5 separate regions of the Mus musculus genome follow, and all the other regions are linked to region 3. The links are chromatin contacts, called in public promoter capture Hi-C maps. All regions are on one chromosome and are shown on one strand. The core of a region is the stretch at or near the end of the contact, and the rest is flanking DNA. Distances in the headings are between cores, read along the strand shown.

Evidence for each region. Promoter capture Hi-C pulls out the DNA fragments that hold promoters and counts their contacts.
Region 1: a promoter capture Hi-C map of pre-B cells shows a contact between it and region 3, with 4 times the contacts expected there. The contact joins the promoter of Arvcf here to the promoter of Yeats2 in region 3. A contact is called at or near these places in 2 of 39 promoter capture datasets (cranial neural crest and pre-B cells).
Region 2: a promoter capture Hi-C map of hippocampal neurons shows a contact between it and region 3, with 2.9 times the contacts expected there. The contact joins the promoter of Gp1bb here to the promoter of Yeats2 in region 3. A contact is called at or near these places in 3 of 39 promoter capture datasets (3T3-L1-derived adipocytes, cranial neural crest and hippocampal neurons) and 1 of 115 datasets of contacts at active chromatin or transcription factors (astrocytes).
Region 4: a promoter capture Hi-C map of pre-B cells shows a contact between it and region 3, with 5 times the contacts expected there. The contact joins the promoter of Vps8 here to the promoter of Yeats2 in region 3. A contact is called at or near these places in 3 of 39 promoter capture datasets (the 3T3-L1 cell line, liver and pre-B cells).
Region 5: a promoter capture Hi-C map of pre-B cells shows a contact between it and region 3, with 3 times the contacts expected there. The contact joins the promoter of Zdhhc8 here to the promoter of Yeats2 in region 3. A contact is called at or near these places in 3 of 39 promoter capture datasets (the C10 cell line, cranial neural crest and pre-B cells) and 1 of 115 datasets of contacts at active chromatin or transcription factors (astrocytes).

Annotation. Positions count from the first base shown.
Region 1 is chr16:18,346,803-18,349,502 of GRCm38.p6, forward strand. It overlaps Arvcf (armadillo repeat gene deleted in velocardiofacial syndrome), which reads left to right and starts at 1,380. Exons shown (of 18, transcript NM_001272029.1): 1 at 1,380-1,654. It also overlaps a transcript of Tango2 not described here.
Region 2 is chr16:18,621,060-18,623,759 of GRCm38.p6, forward strand. Gp1bb (glycoprotein Ib, beta polypeptide) reads right to left here and starts at 1,344. Exons shown (of 2, transcript NM_010327.2): 1 at 512-1,344; 2 at 1-273. The coding sequence starts at 521. Septin5 (septin 5) reads right to left here. Exons shown (of 12, transcript NM_213614.2): 9 at 2,262-2,358; 10 at 2,046-2,181; 11 at 1,856-1,958; 12 at 752-1,737. The coding sequence ends at 1,681.
Region 3 is chr16:20,139,736-20,142,435 of GRCm38.p6, forward strand. Yeats2 (YEATS domain containing 2) reads left to right here and starts at 1,328. Exons shown (of 31, transcript NM_001145930.1): 1 at 1,328-1,500.
Region 4 is chr16:21,421,774-21,424,473 of GRCm38.p6, forward strand. It overlaps Vps8 (VPS8 CORVET complex subunit), which reads left to right and starts at 1,345. Exons shown (of 47, transcript NM_001285893.1): 1 at 1,345-1,452.
Region 5 is chr16:18,233,713-18,236,412 of GRCm38.p6, forward strand. Zdhhc8 (zinc finger, DHHC domain containing 8) reads right to left here and starts at 1,424. Exons shown (of 11, transcript NM_172151.4): 1 at 1,195-1,424. The coding sequence starts at 1,298.

The sequences.
Region 1 (2,700 bases), core at 130-2,629, 1.8 Mb before region 3:
AAGACTCTGCTTTCTTAGAGTTGCTCACTCTGCCTTGCCAGAGCTGCAACAATATCTCAATACCAGGATGCCAAATGGTGTTCATTTCAAGTAGCAATACCAACGGATTAGTAGCAACTGCCTTGACTCTGAAAAGCTCCTGGTATCAATTTGTATTGTAGGCGACCCAGAAGTGAGCTCCTGCTCCAGGCATTTACTTTCTTTGTCTTCACCAAGCAACCCTTATTGGGTGAGCACACTGGACTCAGCATAGGTGGGTGAAATATGACCATCTGGGTAGACCCCCTACACACACAAACGCACACACACACACACACCCTGGCCTCCATTAGCACTATCTGTAAGGGGCCTTGGGAAACACCGACAGCCCAGAAGAGTTGCTCATTTCCAGTGCACTCAGGATAAGAGGCTTCTGAGCAAGCACAGGCCAGATTCATTTCCACAGTCTGCACTTCCATCTCCTGTTTATGTTACAGCATCCCCCGTGGGTCCCCTCCACTGCCTTATGTCACTGCAGAGATGTGTTTGGTGTGCTTTACCTAGTAGGGAAATATGTGTTTATCTTTTCAGGCAGTGGATAAAGCTCCTTGATATTTCTCCAAGACTCAAAGCAGGGCAGAGGAAATCGGGACACCAGGGTGTAGTGGGGAAGAGATAAACACATAATTCCCCTTTCCCGGGAAGAGGACGCTTTTCATTGCCCCGGGGAAAGAGCAGTCTCATGCAGCTGTAGGGAGTGCCCAAAGGCTCTGTAAATACAGGCTTCATAGAAGAAAAAAAGCTCTAGTTTTTCTAGAGTCTGCTTTTGCCCTCAAAATCACTGCAACCATCCCCACTTTGTACCAGCCTAGCTGACCTTGTTCGTCCTTGCTGCAGGGGTTATGGGGACAGTGAGAGAGCCCCCAAGGCTGGAAGTCCAACGACTGGGTTCACGCCCTGGTTGCCTAAAGCCTCAATTTTCTATCTGTAAAATGGGATTTATCTTTACACTTGCGGAGTGTAAGATAAATACCATTCTATGCCAATAGAAAGGAATCGACGCTCAATGTCCGGTTAACAGCAGGATACCTGGGAACTTGGGGTGGAGATGGAGACAACGCTGCTGGAATCCGGGAGTGACCGCCTGCCCTGCAAGTTCCAGCTCAGGGCCTACTATCCCCAGAACTCCTCTGAAGATGGCCGGGAGGGGGCAACTCCGAGCCTCCTGCAGCTGCTGCAGCCACAGCATTCCGGGCAGGTGTCAGGGCCTGCTCTGCTAGGGGGCCGACCTGGGCTAAGACTGACAATACCAGGAACCCAACAGCAAGCCGCAATCTCTGCACATCCATCCAATCGGTGCGGGTTGCGGGGCGCGTCTCTCTACCAATGGGAAAATTCGCAGTTGGATGGGGCGGGGCGGAGGCCTCGTCTCCGGCCAGGTCCGCTTTGCGCACGGGCAGCGGGAGGGGTAGGAGGGCTAGCCTGCTTGCTGGCTGCTCCAGTAGGGGAGGAGGAGTGTTCCCCCCCTCACCTCCTCACAAGCACAAGTTGTGGCCCCGGGAGCCACTTTCGGTGCTGGGCGCTGGAGAGGCCGCTCCCCGCGCACCGGGGGACCTGGGGACGCCTGTCTTGGGGGCGGAGGCCGCGCTGCGGAGCCGCCCACGCCGCGCGCCAGGTGAGCTCGGCCGGGTGGGCGGGGTCCGGCTGTGGGCCTGGGGCTGGACACTCGGGCCCCGGCCAGGATTAGGGGTAGGTCCTGGGGGAGCGAGCTGGTATAGTGTCTAGACTGAGATGCGGACTAAGATAGGGACAGGGTCCTGGGCTCGGACTTTAGGTCTGGGTGGGGCTCGGAAGCTGGTTCTTCTGCTCACCCGCGCTCTAGCACACGACGGGTCCCCAGAGACCCGGGTGGTTGGGGGCGGGTCCCTTTGTGCATGACCTCAGGGCTCTGTCCAACCTGGCTACGGCGCCGGCTTCAGCCTCCGGGCTGTTCAGCCTCCGGGATGAACTGGACCCAGCTCCCACAGCTTTGCCCTCCGCGAGCCACTGCAGAGCCTGCAAGCAGGGACCCGACGGCTATGGAAACTTTACCAGGACTCGGGCGGCGAGGCTGGGGAACTTCCCGGGGTGGTACGGCTGTTGGTGAGCGCAGGGTCTTGGCGATGCCAAGGGAATGTCCCTACGCAGCGACGATGCTCCTAAGGCCTCACAAAAGAGAGAGGAGGCGCTGCTGGGAATCCCTTGTCTGGTGTCCCTGCTTGAATCTCCTCCCTAGATACCCCTACATTCCTCAGTGGGACACCAGCCCTGGAGAATATGCAAGTCTGGAGTTGCTCTGCTTCAGGAGGCCTGGATACCATGGCTTTCCCCTTTTAATTTTTAAATAATTAAATGCTACTTATATTCAATATTTAACTATTTGTTTCAGTGTCAGGTATCAGTGTCTAAGGTACTAGGGGACTGTCTCTGAGGATTCAGACATTTAGAAATGATGGAAAAGAAAGAAAATGCTTCTGTTTGTGTTAACTCTTAGGCTAGACTCTTAATGTGGGCTAACAATCCGAAATGCAAAACACATGCTTACTTTTATAAAGCTAAGGGATGGAGCCATACCCAAATTGTCTTTGGGAATATCTTTTCCCTAAGTAGGACCAGCTATGCATTGAGTGCCTGTAATTCCACACTGGGATCCCCAGTCCTTCTACCTCTCTTTTGGTCCAG
Region 2 (2,700 bases), core at 94-2,593, 1.5 Mb before region 3:
AGTCGCAGCGCCAGGGGTTGGCGCCCAGGTGTGCTGCGCGCAGAGCAGGCAACGCGTCCAGAAGCCCGGGCGGCAGCGCCGTCAGGTTGTTGCCGGTCAGCACCAATTCGGTGGTGTCGGGAGGGAAGGCAGCCGGCAGCGACGCCCAGGTCAGCCCGCGGCGCCCACAGTCCACGAGCGTCCCTGCGCAGCTGCATGGCGCGGGGCAGCCAGAGGCTGGGCGGCTGAGCAGCGCTAGCAACAGAAGCAGCAGGCTCAGCGCCCCACGGGGCCCTGAAAGAGAAGCACTAGGATGAGGCGGGAGCATCCTTGGGACCGTCGGCGCTGCTCCCGCCAGCTCCTAGGACCAGCATCCCACGAGTCCGCAGGTCCCTCCACCCCGGCCACTCTGGGCGCTGGCTCGAGTTTCCATCCACCTCTGATCCAAGACTTTGCCTATTGATGCCCAAACTAGAACACCTCCTGACCGTGGCTCTTCCTAGAAAGCTGCAGACCCGACCCCAGAACTCACGGGAGCCCATGGCGAGAGGATGGTGGCCTACTTCGTTCTGGAGAGGCGTTGGCCCGAGAGCCTGCCTGAGTCTACAGCAACAGACCACAATTCTGCCGCCTGGCCAGAAATAACTCCGAGCCGGCGCGCAAGGGCGTTGCGAAGGCAGATAGGGTACTATCGCCTGGGGCCGCAGGCAGCCCGGGCTTCCGTCCCCCCGCCCGCTCCCAGGGGCTCATGGAACACTCGGACACTCGGTGCGACGTTCACCAACTTTGTTCTCCTGTCACCAGGACAGGACGCGGCATTCACAACTGAACAAAACGGAGCATGGGGTGTGTGGGGAGGAATCATGCGGGTGGAGATATGGAGGAGGCCAAGGGCTGGAATCCTTGTGCAACAGAGTTGCTGGGAAGAAAAGACCTTGACCTATGGGTGGACGAAAGTAGTCTAGGCATAGGGACACCCCGTCTCTACCGCCCTTGGAGTCCTTCAGGTAGACTCAGGAAGGGGCGCGAGCGGTCTAGAGCATCGCGGCCCCGCCTTCCTCCCAGAAGCCTCTAGATCTGGGGTCTTCCTAAAGGCCTTAGCCTCCAAACCCCGCCGCCTCCGATCCTGAACAGAGCATGATTAGGGAGTAAGGGAGGAACCGGCCTACTTCCGCGCTCAGTAGGCCATTAGCAAATGCTTCGTAGCCCACTGGAATCGGCAGAGGGGGGCCTCCCAACTCCACTCTGCAGCACTAGCTTGGGTAATAGGCCCAAGATCCTGCATCCACGTCCCTCCTCTACCCTGGTTTATTGGCCCGCTGGGGGGCAGTGATCTTCTAGGAAGGGAGATCTTGGAGGTTGTGCACATCTTGTTCCCTTATGATAGGCGGGGAGGTGCGGGGTGGGGCGGGGGCAGGAGGTTGGGGAGGGGCTGTGATTCAGAGCACTCGGAAGCAGATACAAATGACCGGGAAGGGTGGACGCCGAGAATAAATTAGGGTCATCTGGGGGCTGTGGCTCTGTGGCTCCAGGTCTGAACAGTCTGGTCAAAGCCACTTTGGATTAGGGTGAGGTCCAGGCCTTCTGAGATCCAGATGAACCCAGGGTGGAATCCAGGACAGTCTGGGATCCAGGGGTAGGAGGGGCCAGCCCGGAAACCGGCCGTCTATCCTTGTCGACGACGTGGGGCTGGGGCGGGTGTCACTGGTCTTGCATTTGCTGCTTCATCTTCTGCAACATCTCCTGCATGCGCCTTAGCTGGTGGTGGGGGCGACCCAAGTCAGAGTGAGAAAAGGCAGGAGAGCTGTAGCTCTGCCCTCTGCTTCTCCTCCCTACCCTGTTCACAATCTCGGCCCTACTCCTGATATCCACCCACCTCTTCATCCTTCATCCTGATGAGCTTCTCGGTCTCCGCATCCGGTGTGGGTAGTGGGAGGATAGGAATGGGGCTCTCCATGCGGCTGTCCTGGGTGAGTTTGCTGTGGAATGAGAGGGCTGTGCTTGTTGGGAGGTTCGGGTTAGGAGGGTGGGAGCCGCCTGGCCTGCTACTGGTGCGGGTGGCCCACCTGGTCATCTGCTGGATGCAGTGGGCACGGTAGTTCTCATAGTGCACGTCGCACGTCACATCTTTGAGGTCGTGCATGTGAGTGCGGATGAGCATGTTGCGGAGCTTCACAAAGTCGCAGTGCGCCTGATTCTCCACTGTGGGCAGGATCGACGATGAGTCGGTGTCAGTCTAGGGGAGCCACCCACCCCTCACCCAGCCTCCTGCCTCATCTCACCTTCGACGATCCCCCAGGGGTACAGTCGCCCCCGGACCCGCTGCCCCTTGGCCTCCACCACAGTGTTGCTGCCAATAACGGCGAAGGGTGCACTTTCCTGGGGAAGGGGAGCAAGGACCCAGCCCAGCCTAGTCTGTAAGAGCAGCTGGCTCAGAGGCCATTCCAGCACTGCCATCATCCCCCTCCCATGGCATGGTCCCTCTGTGGGTGTCTTTGCTACCCACAAAAGCCACAAAGCCTGTGGGGCTAAAGGCCTTGGGGTTTCTGCCACAACGCCAGGCACTTCTCTGGCACTGGATGCTTCCAGGAGCTTCCTCCACGGTTCAAGTCAAAGCCAAGACCATGCTTACTGGTAGATGGCGCTGCCATCTGCTTCTGGCCCAAAGGCCCTAGTTCCTGGCTTAGCTCTCTGTCACAACCTCTCTGGCCTCTGGGGTAT
Region 3 (2,700 bases), core at 78-2,577:
GCACTGACTGCTCTTCCAAAGGTCCTGAGTTCAAATCCCAACAACCACATGGTGGTTCACAACCACCAGTAATGAGATCTGACGCCCTCTTCTGGTGCGTCTGAAGTCAGCTACAGTGTACTTATGTATAATAGTAAATAAATCTTAAAAAAAAAAAAAAAACCTCACTACTCAGCTTGTGTGGTAAGTATGTACAAGCTGTACAATATGAGCAAGAGCTGAAAAAGTCTGAGGCAGCTCCAAGGTCAGCCTGGATGCTGTAGTCCTGAAGAAGTAATAGGAAGTCTTGGTGTGTAGTATCATGGAAGAAAGCTGGTTTCAAGCGATTTTAAAGGGAAAACCGAGGCTTAATGGATTGTCATTCATTAGCTGCATCTACATTAAGTAAATCTACAAAAGTAAATGTTTCTACAGAGAAACAGTGTCTCAAAAAACAAAACAAACAAAAAAGTTTTCAACGTTTTCAAACCTTCACCCTTTCTTTCAGTCTACAAAGTATCTGGGACCAGAGGGGGGAGGGGGGACCACTACACCTCACTCAGGTGCTACATCTACTAAAATGGGTTCACAATGATTAATGCCTTCTTCCTGTCTTTGCTTCCTTCATTCTCTCTCTCTCTCTCTCTCTCTCTCTCTCTCTCTCTCTCTCTCTCTCTTTTTGGTTTTTCGAGACAGGGTTTCTCGAGACAGGGTTTCTCTGTATAGCCCTGGCTGTCCTGGAGCTCACTTTTTAGACCAGGCTGGCCTCGAACTCAGAAATCCGCCTGCCTCTGCCTCCCAAGTGCTGGGATTAAAGGCGTGCGCCACCACGTCTTTCTTTCTTCCTTCCTTTCTTTCTTTCTTTCTTTCTTTCTTTTTTTTTTTTTGTTTGCTTGTTTAATATATATATTTATGGTGCTGGAGGTTGGACCCACAGCATTGCTCTAAGCAAGCACTCTACCAATAACTTTTACTTTGAGACAGGGCCTTGAATTCACTATGTAACTAGACAGGTTTTGTACTTGTGATGCTCCTGCCTCAGTCTCCAGACTACAAGTATTACCCCGCGATACTAGATACTAGGTTACGGCTGCTATATACACCTCTATCACTAAACACAGTGACGCAAGATGGTACGCTCAGCAGTGCGGTCACCATAGTTACTATTGCCATGACTACAAGAGAACCAGCATTCTCTCAAACTTTCAGCAGGAAGACAACGGTTGGCCGGCTCAAGCGGTCAACCTGAAGGTGCGACGCAGAGTTCAGGAGCAGCTTTAGCCCCCCGCGGCCACGCCGCCCCGACCCCGCCCCCACCGCGCGCGCCCGCGCCGCCCCGCCCTCGAGGTGACGTGCGGGGCGGAGCCTGACGGCGGGCGGGCTGCTCTGTCGTGAGCTTCCGCGCGGGCGCGTCCCGGGCCTCGCACGGCGGTTCCACGGGAGGAGACCTTTCGCTCTTTCTCTCCGCGTGGGGGTTCCGGGTCCCGGCAGGGCGGCGCTGCAGCTGGGCGCGCAGGAAGGGTGAGTGTCGGTGCGGGCGCGCGTCTTGTGCGGGGCATTGTCTGGCGCGGGCACGTGCACCCCTCCCCCACCGCGGCCGCGCGGACAGCTCAGCGGCGCGGACGGGTGGGCGCCTGGGTCCGCGGAGAGCCAGGTCCGGCGTGGGGAGGGTTCTTCTCGCCGCGCAGCCTCAGACGGGTCGCTTTGCAGCCGAGGCGGCTGAGCTTGCGCGGTGACCCGCGGGTGGTCCCGAGACGAGGTCGCCTCGGCAAGTTTGGATTTGCCCAAAGAAATCTGCGGCGGCTTAGGAAGGTTGCGAGAAGTCTGCACGAGAGCGTAGGACGGTGCTGTGTCCTATGGAAGCTTCGGAAAGTGAGGACTTGACCAGAAACACGGCTCGGTGTGCTTATGCAGAAGACAATAAGGCTTAGAGCTCATCTCCATTATGCAAGTATTTATGTTAAACAAAAAATACTGTGTCCTATAATTCTGCAGCTCACTAACATCTTACTAGTTTTGATATTGCTAGTATTTTTGTCTAGGCACATACCTAATTGCAGAAACAACCCACTTTTAAAATTCCATAACATAAACTAGAAGGTAATACACATTTATTCAGCAGTATCGTTGCCATTAATAAGTAGCAAGTACTCATCCGAGAATATTTTTAAAATTTAGACAAGGACAAAGAAGAAATTCTAGTGTCCAGAAGTAATTACTATGGGTGTGTATATTTGTGTAGTCTGCCTTAAAGGTAGGACCAAAACAACCGATGAGGGGTTGGTGCCTTAACTGTGGTTCGTTTTAGACGGGGGTCTCTTTCATATACATACATAGACCTGTCTCAGAACCTCAGTCCTCTCTGTAGACCAGGCTGGCCTCGAACTCAGATCTACCAGCCTCTGCTTTCCCAGTGCTGGGATTAAGGGTGTGGTTCCACCACCACCACATCTGGCAGACTTACTTTTTATAGGAAGCTCGTAGAAAGGTTTTGAGAAGGTAGTGGCACAATCCCACCACTACACCGGAGAAGTCAAAAGTGTGTGTGTGTGTGTGTGGGGGGGGTGCTGAGGAGTCAGGATGCAGCCTTCTGCGGTAGCCTGGATTGACTCCTTGCAAATGGAAGTAGACAGAGTGAAAAGATGAGCGTTTGGAGGTAGAATTAGCAAGCCTTGGAAGGGAAAGGGAGAGATAGCTTGTAGCCCAGGTTGGCCTTGAACT
Region 4 (2,700 bases), core at 95-2,594, 1.3 Mb after region 3:
AATCTTCCCATTTTTCATGTCCTATAGCCCCATTCCCCAATGTGTCAGCTGAATTCCGTTCTTCCCAGAACTTTAACAATTCTCTGTCACTCAGGGCTCAGGGTTCTGGTGTCACCATTCTGTCTAACCTACTTTAGACGGGTCTCTCTCTCTCTCTCTCTCTCTCTCTCTCTCTCTCTCTCTCTCTCTCTCTCTTTCTCTGTGTGTGTGTGTCTCATACACACACACTCACACACACAGAGTCATGGCTGAAATGTGTTTCTGTGAGTGATTATTAAAGATGTTTGGAAGCCACTGCCTGTACCCTAGCCACATCAGGCTAGCAACTTGTCCCTAAACTCACCTTGGCTTGTAACTAATCCCACTGTTCCCTCAGTTAGGCAGTCTCTCTGGCTCCTGCCTACAGAAGTCTCCTCACTCCCTGCTCCCCCCCCTTTTTTTTAGCTAAGGTGTTGATTATTTTCCTTCATCCGTGACCCTAAAAATGACAGCCCTATAGTTTCTTTATGTCACTGTGATCAGCTGGCCTTTACTGACAGTCCTAATGTACTTACAGGACAGACCTACAGTGAGCCTGGTTGATACTCAATGTAACTCCTCCTGAGGTATCTTCCCACACTCTCCCTCCTCATTTCTCCCTCACAGACAAGTCCAACAACTATGTTATCTGCCTCCTTGGGTTAATGATACCATATAGTGGCAATTGTAAACGCCAAACTATCCTGAAATAGCTTTTTCCAGTAGCATATTAGGGAAAAAAAAGATGCCTTCTCTATTTAATAATGTGACCCACTCTATTATTTTTTGATGGAACAATGACAACTAAAAATGATAATTTGGAAAAGAAGTTTTCAGTATCCATCCTTATTTGCAAAAACAATGTTTCCCCTTCCCCCCAAAATTACCCACCAAAACCCAGCAATTCTGTGTTCACCTTTCAAAAGAAAACGAATTAGTGGACACTACCAAATCCAACGAAACGAATTCCATATCCACTCCTAACCCTGCACTGTGTATCCATCCATCCATTTATCTATTTGTCGAATCTGAGACAGGTCTGTGTCGGTATCCCAGACTAGTTTGAACTCAATATGCTCCTTCTGCCTCAGGCTCCTGCGCGCCTGATGGCTGGACGATCCTTGACACCTCGTTTTGGGGTGAGTTTATGGAAGTTCAGGTGAGCTGATTGAAAGGGACGTTCCTTTTAATCTGAGGACCTCTATTTGCTAGACTCCTCCGGCTCAGATGCCAGGGCTCCTTGAGCGTCCCTGGAGGCCGGACAGAGTCTCCCTTTAAGGAGGGCGTGACGCAGAGGCTCGCACCGCCCAGTGCAGGGCGTCTCTGGGGAAGAGAGCGGAAGCGCGCCCGCCAGCTGCCGAGACTGCGCGTGCGTGGGCTGGCCTCCGCGGGGTCACGTGTGCTGGGGTCCCGTCAAGGCAGACGCCGGCTCAGGTAACACGTATTCCGAACGGGTGGGGCGGGGCGGCGGGTGCGGGCCGGCGCGGCAGGGGTGCGCAGACGGAGCTGCGCCCCAGTGGCTCCCGCAGACCCTGTGGCCACCGCGGGCTGGCTCAGGAGTCTGACTTCGCACTAGGTTAGCAGTTTCCACCCGGGTCCGGCCGCCTGCGGGGATACCGGACTGGCGCGCTCACGCCCGGACTGCGGCCGGGAGGTGGGTGCTGTCCCTCCCACGCCCGCCGCACGGCGTGGAGGTTCTCACCCGGTCCGACTGACGTGCAGCCCGTGCTGCCGCTTCCTCCTCGCCTCCTGCCAGGTGTGCCCCAATCCGAGGGCCGCAAGGTGGGGGGCACCCCTGTGCCTTGGCTTGTTGTCTAGGTGTGGCACTCGGGGGACAGAGGCACGCGGCAATCCAGAGTTTGGGTGTACTAAGTGGACATGTTTCAATGGAAGGATTGTACTGGCTTATCCGGAGTAGCTGCTGGAGCCTTCTCATAAGTAGGCGGGGCTCTATTTGCCAGAATGCTTGTTACTGTACTGCCCACTCTACTGGACACCCCACCCCCTAACCCCCCCCAAAAAGCCCAAGTAACGTAAGCACAGATGTTGGCTAGTGCCGCTAACTCTGTTCCAGGTGTCTCTGTTTGGGAGAAAATTGCACATCGTTGTGTGTGGGTTTATGTTACACTTCTGTGTTTGAAGTGCTTCCAATATAGATTGAGGATGGGGGAACCCACATGTGTTTAAGTCATGGGTTTGCTCACGTTGACATCTAAGCAGAAAAGTATTGACTCCTCTAGCACTAGCTGACCTGGTCTGTAGAATACACAATAAAGATAAATGGAGCAGTTTTGTTTGAACTGTTGAGCCTTGTATGCGGGAAGTGACTGAGTTATGTGAGAAAATTCTTTACAGACCTCTAACAGAATAAGGTGCTGATTTTTTTTTCTTTATATGTTTCTTTTGTAATTGGACTGTTGGCAGTCGTTGAGTGCATTCTGTCTTCCAGAATTTGGGGGTTTCTTAGTGACTCTTAGTGTTATCCCCACTAGTCCATAAACATTTTAGCCATTGGGATAGGAGAAGTAAGGCCCTAGAGCTGGAGTTACGAGCTGTTGTGAGCTACCCCGTGTTGGTGCTGGGAACCAAACTCTGGCCCTATATAAGAGCAGTATACCTTTTTAATCGCTGAGCCATCTCTCCCACCCCTCTATTTTGAGACAGGACCTATTGCTCAAGGCA
Region 5 (2,700 bases), core at 174-2,673, 1.9 Mb before region 3:
ACCAAAGCTTGAGGCAGAGTCAAGTTTCCAGGAACCACCTGGGTCCTCTGAATCCTCTGAAACTACTTACATTCTCTGAGGAGAGAAAGCAGGGGGAGAGGATTTTAATTTCTCTTAAAACTTTGATTCCCATATTGCATGTCTTAATTTTAGAGTTATGTTAAAAGACATCGAAATGTCCCTGTGACACCCTCTCTGCACTGAAACAGAACCCCACTCAAGACCTCTGGAAGACCGAATTTTCCAAGATATGTCCCCTCCAGTCTTAGCTCCCCAAGCCCTTCCTTAGTCCACAATCCACAACATCTGAGTGACAAGAACACAGACTTTCCCTGGAGCCAGAAATAAGCCCGTCCACACAGGCCTTTTTTAAACTTGCTCTTTGCAGCCAGTGGCACATACCCAACCCCAGCCTCCAGGTAAGGACTCTCCTCCCACAACAGGCACTGAATTCAGACTCCTACAAAGGCTGCTATATGTTTCTACAAAGTGGAAAGGGTGGCTCAGGCTCACTTACACCTGGGGCTGTCACACCTGGAAACAAATGGCCATCCCTTTGGTCACCTGAGTTGTGTCAAGGCTTTGGAATTGTAGAAAGAAACGAGTGGTCCGAGATTCAGAACCCCATGACCTATGAGCCAGCCCGGGGTAAGAAATTGAGGCTGCCTAGTGCCAGGCTGGCAAAGAGTGCTCCCTCCCCACGACTGGCAGCCTAGCCTCTGAGGTCTTTTGTGCTCCAGACTTAGAAGTGTAGGATAGAAGCCTCTCAGTGTTGTGTTCAGGGAGGGCTGAGGGCCTTGAGTAGGCTGTAGTGGCCAGTCACGGCTGTGGGGCAGGCCACACCTACGCTGAGAAACACAGAAATAAGTTGATTTTACATGCTGGCCGCGACGAGGGGGCTCACAGCTCCTACTCCCCCCCTCCCCCTAGGAAGGTTGGTGTCTGTAGGTGACACGCGTCCCCCTTCAAAGCCCCGAGGGAATGAAAGGCTGCAACCACACCCAGGGCCTGCTAGAACGCTCAGAGGCAGGCATTCACCTGTCCGTGCTCCGGGGACGCAGCCCCTCGCCGCAACCTGCTAATCCGCCCAGCCCACCGCCGCCCCCGTGGGGCACGTGCGCCCCTTCGGCTCCCACCCCCAACCTCCCTACCCCCACCCGCTGCTACCAGGCTCTGGACCCGGCGCCGACTCACGTGAATACGAAGAAGAGTGTGCTGGAACCAACCAACAGCGCGGCGGCCGTGGCCACCGGGATGTACTTGGCGGGTTTGAGGCGCGTCCCGGGGCTGCGGGGCATCCTGGGCGCCGCGCCGCCGCATCCCTCCCCGGGCCGGGCGGGCGGGGCCGGCCGGGTCGGGCCGGGGTCGGGCGCGCGGGCTGGACGCGGCGCAGGATCCGCCGCAGCGGCAGTGGAGGAAATCCCACCCCACGGGCGGCGGCGGCGCGCTGATGTCAGCGCGCCCCTTAAGGTGGACCCGGCGGCAGGGCCGCGGCGGGGGCGGGCTGAGGGTGGAGCGCCGGGCGGCCAACTCCTCTTTTGCGGGGTAGCCCGACACCCCACGCACGCGCAGCGCCCATCTGGACCGACAGGACAACGGAAAGCATGTTCTTTTTCTCTTTCTTGTCTGTCTCTTCCTTTCTTTCCTTTTTTTTTTTTTCCTTGCTACCGCAGGCCCTAACCCGGGAGCTCTCTTGGGCCTACATGCTCTCCAATCACAGTCCCGGGACAGGCTGAAGGTCCCCTGGCAGTCACTGGGGTGTGAGCGAGATTTCTATGACAAGGTAGGGGTATCATGGCTATCCAAACCTTAGCCAGTTCTCAGCCCTCCACACACTAAGAGTTAGGTCACCGAGTTCCTCTGTGTCCTGGCTCAGGCCGCAGGCTTGATTGAGGCCGTGTGTAAGAGACCTAGGAACGCCTTCGGAAAGCTGGTGTCCTAGGGAAAGTGACTGAACCCTGCTCTGGCCTTGACTAGAAAGGCTGCGCATGCTCACCACCCACCCGCGAGCAAGCCCACCTGCCCGCGCCAGGACGCAGCTGTTTAAGGTGGACCGGCCCTCCAAGGATGCTGCAGGCATCTGCATTGGCTTCCCCTAGCAGATCAGTTTTAATGTTTTGAGTAAGAACATGGTCAAACCCCACTGCTTGCCTTAGCCACTCCACAAGGCAGCAACATTTACTTTGGAAGCTTATTCAGGGCCTGAACAGGGTGCTGGCTGACGATTCCCCCAGAGCCGCCCCCAGTCCGGAGGCTCTTCTCCATCGTCCACCCCTCCCCAGACCAAGATAGTGGGAGCCTTCTTCCCTTGGTTGTTGCTATCTCCTTCTGTAGAGCCATAACCCAGAGTCCTTCAGCCACCTCCTCCCTACAACACTGCTTGTAGGCCTGGGACTCCTTGGCTCGCCCACAGCTCAGGGTCGAGTGCCTTAATGTAGAAACAGCTTTTCAACAGCATAAACAGTGATAGATTTTCTCTCAGATTTCTGTCCTGTTGGTCATTCCATGCCAGAAGACGTAGCTCAGGGTCTTCCAGCGTTGGTAAGATAGCAGTGATGTGACCTCACAGTGGAGAGCAGAGTGGATACAAACTCCTTTCCGCTCTCAGGTAAGTAAGTATCCAGCTGGCCCTCTGCATTAGGCACACAGTTCAGTTAAATTCGCCCGACTTTAATCTTGTCCTACAGCCCCTAACATAGA